Linked DNA regions of Zea mays: regions 1 and 2 are each linked to region 3. A link is a contact called in public Hi-C data. All regions are on one chromosome and are shown on one strand. The core of a region is the stretch at or near the end of the contact, and the rest is flanking DNA. Distances in the headings are between cores, read along the strand shown. Region 1 holds the start of LOC100281425. Region 2 holds the start of LOC100272697. Region 3 holds the start of LOC103641061.

Region 1 (2,700 bases), core at 64-2,563, 410 kb after region 3:
TTATTTGAGGTACTAAATGAATTCATTTGAAAATATGACCAACTATAAAGTTGCATAACTTTTTAAGATATACAAGTTCTATTTTGATAGTTTCTACATCCGAGGTCGTTTACAAAATTTGAATTTCAAATTTGAAAACATCACACGAATTTTTTCATGATAAGATGAATTCAAATCAAAAAAATTATCAATTACAAAGTTTCAATACATTTCAAGACCAACAAATTTTTATTTTGGTGGGTTTTCCATCCGAGGTAGTTTGAAAATTTTAATTTTTAAATTCAAACATAGTTTTCATTTAAATTGATTTACTGCTTTAAAATATGATTTTTAAATTGTCTTTGCCTAGTGTTCAAAAAAACACTCGGTAAAGAAGCTCTTTGCCGACAAAGAGGTTCTTTACCGAGTGTCAAAAATATAACACTCGACAAAAATATTCTTTGCCGAGTATTTTCTTTTACCGAGAGTTTTTTTGTTTGGCACTCGACAAAGAGCTTTTTGCCGAGTGCCCGGAAAAAATACACCCGGCAAAACATTTGGCACTCGGCAAAGAGCCGAATTCCGGTAGTGAGTAGTAGTATTAGGGGGCGTTTGGCAGATCTCACACGGCTCTGCTCCAGCGACAATCACTTTTAGGAAGCTAAACGGCTAAGAATTGAGTTGCTCCATGGTGTGAGTGAAGTCAATCTAGTCTCCATTTTATACTAGAGAGTGAGAGCAAAAAAAACCCGCTTCCCACTGCTCCGAACCTGCTTCCCACATTTCAACCCCTCGAGAATCACTTCACGCACAATTTGCCAACGATTTTTGTCAAATAGATTTATTTCTACTTAAGAAACATTTGAAATCACTTTATTGAAAAATTAGTTTTTGGAGCCAGAGAATCATAGAAAGCTCTACTAAACGAGGCCTTATATATATAATAATAACACTAACACATGCATGCATTAAGAGCTACTAGCTGGTTCTAATGTAATGTAATAGGAGATTTGTATCTAGTAGCTAGTACAAGTTGTATGTCACATCAACTGTCGACTATCTACGGCGCACGTTGTGTGTGTACGCTTGGTAGCCGACGAGCGGGCGGTGCTGCGCGATATATACTGCTCGACAGTGATGGCCATGCAATCGCAGCAAGCAGCTTGCGGATGGAGCAGCTAGCTACTCGATCAGGCCAACTCCATCCACGGGCGAAGCCATCTGAAAAATAGCACACTCTATCAAACATAAAGGATATTATACAATTTTAAAGGAAATACATAATAAATTTAAGATATATGTTAACAAAATTTTATTTTACCCTGCTGTCTATGCAAGAGAGCCAATCTGGCTTCCGCCCTTAACTCCATCAACACCGTGTATGCGGATGTGTATAACACTGTGTAGATATGGAGTCTCCTGTAGATAGAGCACGCCAGACCCATCCATCCTCGTCGCTTATTTATACGGCCGACCCGGTATGTGGCTCGCTCCTCCTAGCTCGCTCCTCCTCTTCTTCTCCTCTTTCTTCTCGAACCATCATCATATATATATAGAATCAATATGGAAGGAGCGGCCGACCATAAGCGGCAGGTGGACGACAAGCCGCCGTACGCCGCCGTGGACGACACCATGACCACCACCACGAAGAAGATGGTGGAGGAGCAGCTCTCAGACGACGCCGGCGGCGGCGGCGAGCTGCCAGAGCAGAACTACCGTGGATGGAAGGCCATGCCCTACGTCATAGGTGAGTGTGAGTTTTGCTAAGGCCCTGTTTATTAGATGCGTGTACGTATTAGAGCCAAATAGTTATATAAAATTAGCTAGATATAACACCACGGCTAATAGTTTAACTATTAGTTGTTTTTAGCTAACTACTACATCCGTTCTCGGATATTCGTTGTCCGCCAGTTTATTTTTGAATTAAACATGTGACAAATAAAAAAAAGTACCGAGAGGGTATTTGCTGCACTATCAAATACACATTAGTTCATTAGCTCGTTCAATCTAGCTGAAATTAGCTACACTACCAAGTACTCATTAGTTTGTTAGCTGGTTCAACCCGGCCTGCTAAAATCAACTAATAGTTAGCCAGCTAATTCTACTAGCAAAAAATAGCTAACCGGAGTATTAGCTAATTCTACACTTAAACATGCTCTTGTTGCTAAATTTGAAGACTATATGTACACTTGTTACATATATATTGGGTGTTGGTGAGACAACGGGGGATGGTCCTGACTGTGGTCCTCCTATCCATGGAGACCACGTACGGGTGGCTTGCCATGCACAGCCACGCCCGTGCAGTGCGTGTGTCTGTCGGTGTGTGGCTGCGTGCACTCACGAGTCACGACTCACCCAGTACAAAAAAGCGAATCCAATAATTGCGTGCCTGCGTGGCACCCAGCAAGGCTGCTTGTTGAGTTGCGTTCATCGAGCTCCCAAAAGTTAAAGATCCACGAACGAACGACGTCCTGACGTCCTGTGCAATCGCTAACCGATCGAGCATCATATCGATCGATCATGGCTTCTTCATGTGCATGCATGCATGACGATGACGACGCGCGCTGCAGGGAACGAGACGTGCGAGAAGCTGGGCACCATCGGCACCACGGCCAACCTGCTGGTGTACCTCACCACCGTGTACGGCATGTCGGGCGCCAGCGCCGCCACCCTGCTCAGCCTCTGGTCGGGCACCGTCAACCTGGCGCCGCTCCTGGGCGC
Region 2 (2,700 bases), core at 109-2,608, 310 kb after region 3:
CTCGCTCCACCTCTGGTAGCGACAACATGCCCTGGATAGGGAGAGAGCGCAGGTCTGAAGCGAGCACGGTTAGGAGAGGTAGAGTTTTGGCGGAGGCCCTCACCTGAACTCCGATGGCACCGCGTCACCTACCAAACCCGAGCCTGTCGATCGAGGAGAAGAAAGTCGCACCGCCGTCGCCACATAGTGTTAGGCGTCCATAGACTTCACCATCCACAGGCTTCACCACTCTACGACATACAGGCATATAGTGTTAGTGATGGTATGGGTGTATGGATCTATAGGGTACGCATGTGCACACCAGATGTTTGTGATATGTACCTGCTATGCATCTCCATGAGTTTGGTTGTAATACAGGTCGGGAAGGAAATGTACCTTGGCATTGGCGGCGGCACGTGCGGAGGGGAGGAACTGGGCGTTGCCGCATTGGGCGAGCCGAGCTAAGGGGGCGGGGCCAGGGCCGCCACGACGTCGCTGAGGGGGTAACCGGGCACCAGCCATAGACGAGCTCGCACGAGGAGGCGTTGTACGCGGGGCTGCTGTTGACCTGCGGCGCGCTGAGCAGGGGCTGGTGGTGGACCAGCGGCGAGCACGACGGGATGCCTAATGGCGGCGGCGAGTGAACGTCCTCGACTCCCGCAGGCCTTAAGGTATGGAATCCGCGGTTATGAAGGAGAGGAGAGGGGAGGCGAGGCGAGGAAGAAGGGGGAGCAACAGAGGGGAGCACCGACCTGAACCTCGTGCATCCTCTGGGTTGCGGGGGGCGGAGCCTCCGTGTGCTCCATTTTAGTGTGGTCGCAGCCTCCCTGCGCGGCGGTGGGTTGCGGCCGCGACATCCAGCGTCCATTCCGACGAGCCTCGAGGCGGGGAGCAGCGTATGCGGGTGGGATCGGCGTTTACGACGGCATAATCGGGTAGGGGCAGCAGGGGGCGGAGTTCGCGGGCAGCCGGAATCGGGGGAGGAGAGGGGAGGTCGGGGGCGACGGTTTCGGAGAGGGTTTCGGGGCGCGATAGCCGGAATCGGGGGAGGAGAGGGGAGGTCGGCGGGGGCGACGGTTTCCAGACGAACGGTGTACGCCTCTGCGGGATTGGGAAGCTCGACTAAAACGTAGATTGGACGGCTGAAATTATAGAATGGTAGAACGAATGGTTGAGATCGCAGAACGGCAGAACGGCAGACTAGCTTTAGCTTCTTAATAAGTAGTATAGATATATGTTTATATTAAAATATCAAATAGTAGCGTTTGCCTTTGACTGACTCCACGGACCACGGATGGCAGACAAACTTGCGAAACAAGTAGGTTGGCTGACTTTCGATTCTTCTTGTTGGCTTGGACCCTCCTTCCTCTCCTACCCACCGGGCCGGGCGGCAACCCAGCCGATCCCCATTCCCCCACCCACCCACCCACTCTCCATGGACACGGGCATGGAGTTGTCCTCCTCCGCCCTCCTTCCTCCCCCCACCTTCTAGGACTAGGCCTAAGGACTAGGAGTGGCGCCGCGGTGCCGTGTGGCGTTGACTGGAGATCCAGAGGGCGCCATCCGTCCTCGATTTGAACTTGGGTTCACCTCGCCTTTTCTCTTCCTCTCCCTGGTAAGGAATCCCTCCCTCCCCTCCCCTCCCGATCTTGCTCTGCGAGGTCAGCGCTCGACCAAAAAAAAAAATATATCTTTCCTTCTGGCCTCTGCTCAAAACGAATTCTTCCCCCCTCCCTCTTATTTTCTCTCTCTACATGACCCCACCCCGTTCAGTTTGCCCCGGATTGCGTGCCATCCGGGTCAGTATTGCGTGCTGTACTGCGAATTTATGTTTGATTACCTACTTCTGCGATATATGTGGTGTGGGGGTACGTGACGTTGCTTCATCTCAACCACGTGCGGCTCCACGTTGTAACCAAATGTTGCACATACAGTATGCATCTGACAGCCATCCTACAATGTTGCATTCCGGATTCTAGCCGTTCTTCCAAATTCCTGTTTGGCTACCCGACACCTTAATTTGTTCGGATCTCCAGTCCTAAGTTATGCACACATCTTAATTTGTTCGGGTCATGAGCAAAACAAACGTATGCGAGAGCGTGTCAACTGTATTTGCATAGTAAATACCGAATGTTGTGACCCTTCTCAACTTCGTATATGTTTCCATCGGCTTGTTTGTGTTGGCCATTTTGTCATCATAGTGAAGGCCTGCCTGCGCAAATTCAACTATAAGAATGCATACCTCTTATGCAACAACAACAACAACAACAACCAACCAACCAAAAAAACTTCTTTAGTTTTCTCTTGTAACCTTTGTCTGCTATTAAAGGAGCTTCTTTTGCATCACGGACACTTCTTCCATTGCATATGTTGTAGAGCTGTTTTTGCCTGTGTGCTGCTTCTGTTAGCATCACCTTTTTCTACATAAAAAAGCTGAATGACATTGAGGCAAAAAAATAAAAATTTGGGCTTCTATTTTTGGACTTTGAACTGAATCCTACACACCCTAAGGCCTCCTTTGGCAGCCCGGCCAGGGGAACCATGGGGCAGCCAGCACAGGGGAGGCAAATCCTTGCCATGCAAATTCCCCGGATGGACACCGTCCGGCGGGGCTGCCATGTCCTGCTGCTCTTTGGAGCCACGAGGGGTGCCATGGGACATCATCAAAACGCAAGCTCAATCATCATCGAAACATAAGTAAAATAGAAAGCCTGTCCGCAA
Region 3 (2,700 bases), core at 4-2,503:
AGGTACATCGTCGCCTTCTCTCTCTCTCTCTTAATATTGCAGCAATGCAGCCTATATTCTAAACACATGGTAAACTTAACTAATGGATGATACAAGCTTTTGTACATGAAGATGTGAAAAAATAATGGCATACTGTCTTTTGTTAAGCTTTTTGAGTATGGCTGCTTTTCTTAAGCAAATCTTAGTTTAGAGATTTTAATTGTTGCTAAATAAAGCTGTGGATGCCAGGGAAAAAAAACTAGTTCAGTTTATGGCTATGCATTATGTATGCCTAAGGACTAGTGGGAATTGGCCATGCTTTGATTATGATTTCTCTCCTTTTACCGTTTATAGCTGCATGTTTGATTCTGATTCTCATTACCTCACAACATTAACATCGCGGCTTATAGGAGGAAAAAAAGATAACCAGTAGAGTGAAAGGGGTGCGGCTGAATGAGAAACTATGATACCATCACTGCTTATGGTGTAGTGGAAATAGCATCGGTGTCCTGCTTATGGTGTGGAGAAGAGAGAATGCAACGGCGGATCCCCATCCGTGTTCCGGCAGTTACACGGTGGCTGTGCTGTGCTGTGCAACGAAAGGTCTCCGCCTCCCTTCCAGAACGGGGCTTGGTTTCGCTGGGAGGGCAAAAGAAGAGCCTTCCCTTTCCTTGGCCCTTTCCCTCGCGGCGGCGCTCCCTTTTCTCTTCTTACTCCTCATTTTTCCCCATTTCCGGCTCCTTTCAGATCCAATCCAATCCAACAGATCAATCAATCGAAGACAATCTGTGTATATGATAGTATTTGTGAATGGAGGTTACTTTAATAGTAGACGTGATACAGGGCAGGGCTACAAGCGAGAACAACTCAGATGGGGGAGTATGAGTAGATAATATCAACCGGGGAATCTGCCGGAGAGGAGCATGGCGAAGAGGAGGACGAGGATGTAGAGGAGGATGACGATGATCTTGGTGTGGAACAAGGCCAGCAAGAGCTTCACCACGAACACCAGCAGCAGCGCGTTGAACAGCAGCGTCAGCAACTCCTCCATACCTGCCATGCCATGCCCCCACACACCTGACCTGACCTTGGATGCGCTTCTGATGATCCACACCACCCACTGCAATCAAAGGCATCGGAGCAGGTGACAGCGACATGTTTTGTTTATTTCTGTTGCTTGTGCTAATTAATTACTCCCTCCGTTTCTTTTTATTAGTCGCTGGATAGTGCAATTTTGTACTATCTAGCGACTAATAAAAAGAAACAGAGGGAGTACTATATATCACTCCTACTCCACCAGCCTATACATATAGCCGTCTATATGTTTGTTTCGTTCCCTAATCAATCAAAGCACAAGAAATCAAGCAGCACGTGACATAGCATTGGTTACCTAGCAGGGCATGTAAGACAAGGTATCGATTTTCTTCTAAGTACAAGAAACAGCATATAATATAAGTCTAGGTCTCTAGATCATAATTGTAATGAATAGACAATATATATGAATAATCGTTTAAAGACGGACTCTTTATAAAAAAACTGTCTACTTTGTTTTGATAATTAACCTCTAAATAAAGTCATGTCAAGAAATCCTATATTAAATCTGTGGTGTTTTGTCAAAAAATCTTATATTAATTAAGGTTGTATATATATTCCATAGATAATTATTCTTTATATGTGTATTAAAAACACGTACAAATAATATAAATAACAAACGGTTGTCTATTTACGCTGTTTATGTAATTTTTAATTTATGTGTAGATCATGTATAGAATATGGATCGAAAGTCATACATTATTGCTTTACCATCACTTGGCATAAGTCGTCTCCTACGATTGCTTTAAGGGTAGCACGATGTCTCGTTTGTAGTAGCACCCGTGTCATAATTCAACACGACGTAGTAGCACACGTGTCACAATCACGTATGGTCAGCATATTGAAAAACAAAACAGGACGTCAGCGGCAAACAACACACGTGTCATAATCACGTATGGTCAGCATAGGCGGTCAGTGACAAACGGACGACGAAGAGCAAGATCTTGTACTCCTTCCGTCTAATCCATCTGTTTTAACGTTTTAATAGATTCATACAATATTTAATACATGTTTATGTATATATGTATATATATATCAAGTATTATAATTAGAGGTACTCAGATTATACCTCTAAACATGTTTAACACCTAACTATCGAAAAAATCATAAGACATTTCCAAGGTCAAGAAAGGACGAATCACGATTCGCCTAAGACCTCGCTCGACGGTAGTTCAAAACTCCGCCTCACCCGAGCCTGTCCTCGAGCAAGGGCAGCACTCGGAGAAATCCTCGTCTCGCCCGAGATCCTCTCTTCATGGAATGGCGGTTTCTGCCTCGTCCGAGCCCGTCTCAGACAGGAGGACAACCCAAGCCCAGCATCAGTCCAAGATCACGGGAATCGTGGAGACATGCGCATTTAATGCGATGATTCGAAAACTTACCCCACGCAATTGAAAGTCGCCTAGAAGGGGGTGAATAGGCAAATCTGAAATCTATAAATTTAAGCACAACTACAAGCCGGGGTTAGCGTTAGAAATATAATCGAGTCCGAAAGAGAGGGCGAAAACAAATCACAAGCGAATAAGAACGGATGACACAATGATTTGTTTTTACTGAGGTTCGGTTCTTGCAAACCTACTCCCCGTTGAGGTGGTCACAAAGACCGGGTCTCTTTCAACCCTTTCCCTC

What was found. A called contact is a pair of places that touch in the nucleus more often than the background predicts.
Region 1: a Hi-C map of ear shows a contact between it and region 3, with 2.9 times the contacts expected there. The contact joins the promoter of LOC100281425 here to the promoter of LOC103641061 in region 3. A contact is called at or near these places in 2 of 25 Hi-C or Micro-C datasets (ear and tassel).
Region 2: a contact with region 3 is called in a Hi-C map of ear, with 5 times the contacts expected there. The contact joins the promoter of LOC100272697 here to the promoter of LOC103641061 in region 3. A contact is called at or near these places in 6 of 25 Hi-C or Micro-C datasets (ear, leaf, leaf mesophyll and 2 more).

Annotation. Positions count from the first base shown.
Region 1 is chr1:184,485,079-184,487,778 of Zm-B73-REFERENCE-NAM-5.0, reverse strand. LOC100281425 reads left to right here and starts at 1,313. Exons shown (of 3, transcript NM_001154343.2): 1 at 1,313-1,457; 2 at 1,536-1,726; 3 at 2,550-2,700. The coding sequence starts at 1,543.
Region 2 is chr1:184,589,651-184,592,350 of Zm-B73-REFERENCE-NAM-5.0, reverse strand. LOC100272697 reads left to right here and starts at 1,358. Exons shown (of 3, transcript NM_001352564.1): 1 at 1,358-1,594.
Region 3 is chr1:184,898,911-184,901,610 of Zm-B73-REFERENCE-NAM-5.0, reverse strand. LOC103641061 reads right to left here and starts at 1,253. Exons shown (of 2, transcript XM_008664460.4): 1 at 880-1,253; 2 at 1-765. The coding sequence starts at 1,039. The coding sequence ends at 548.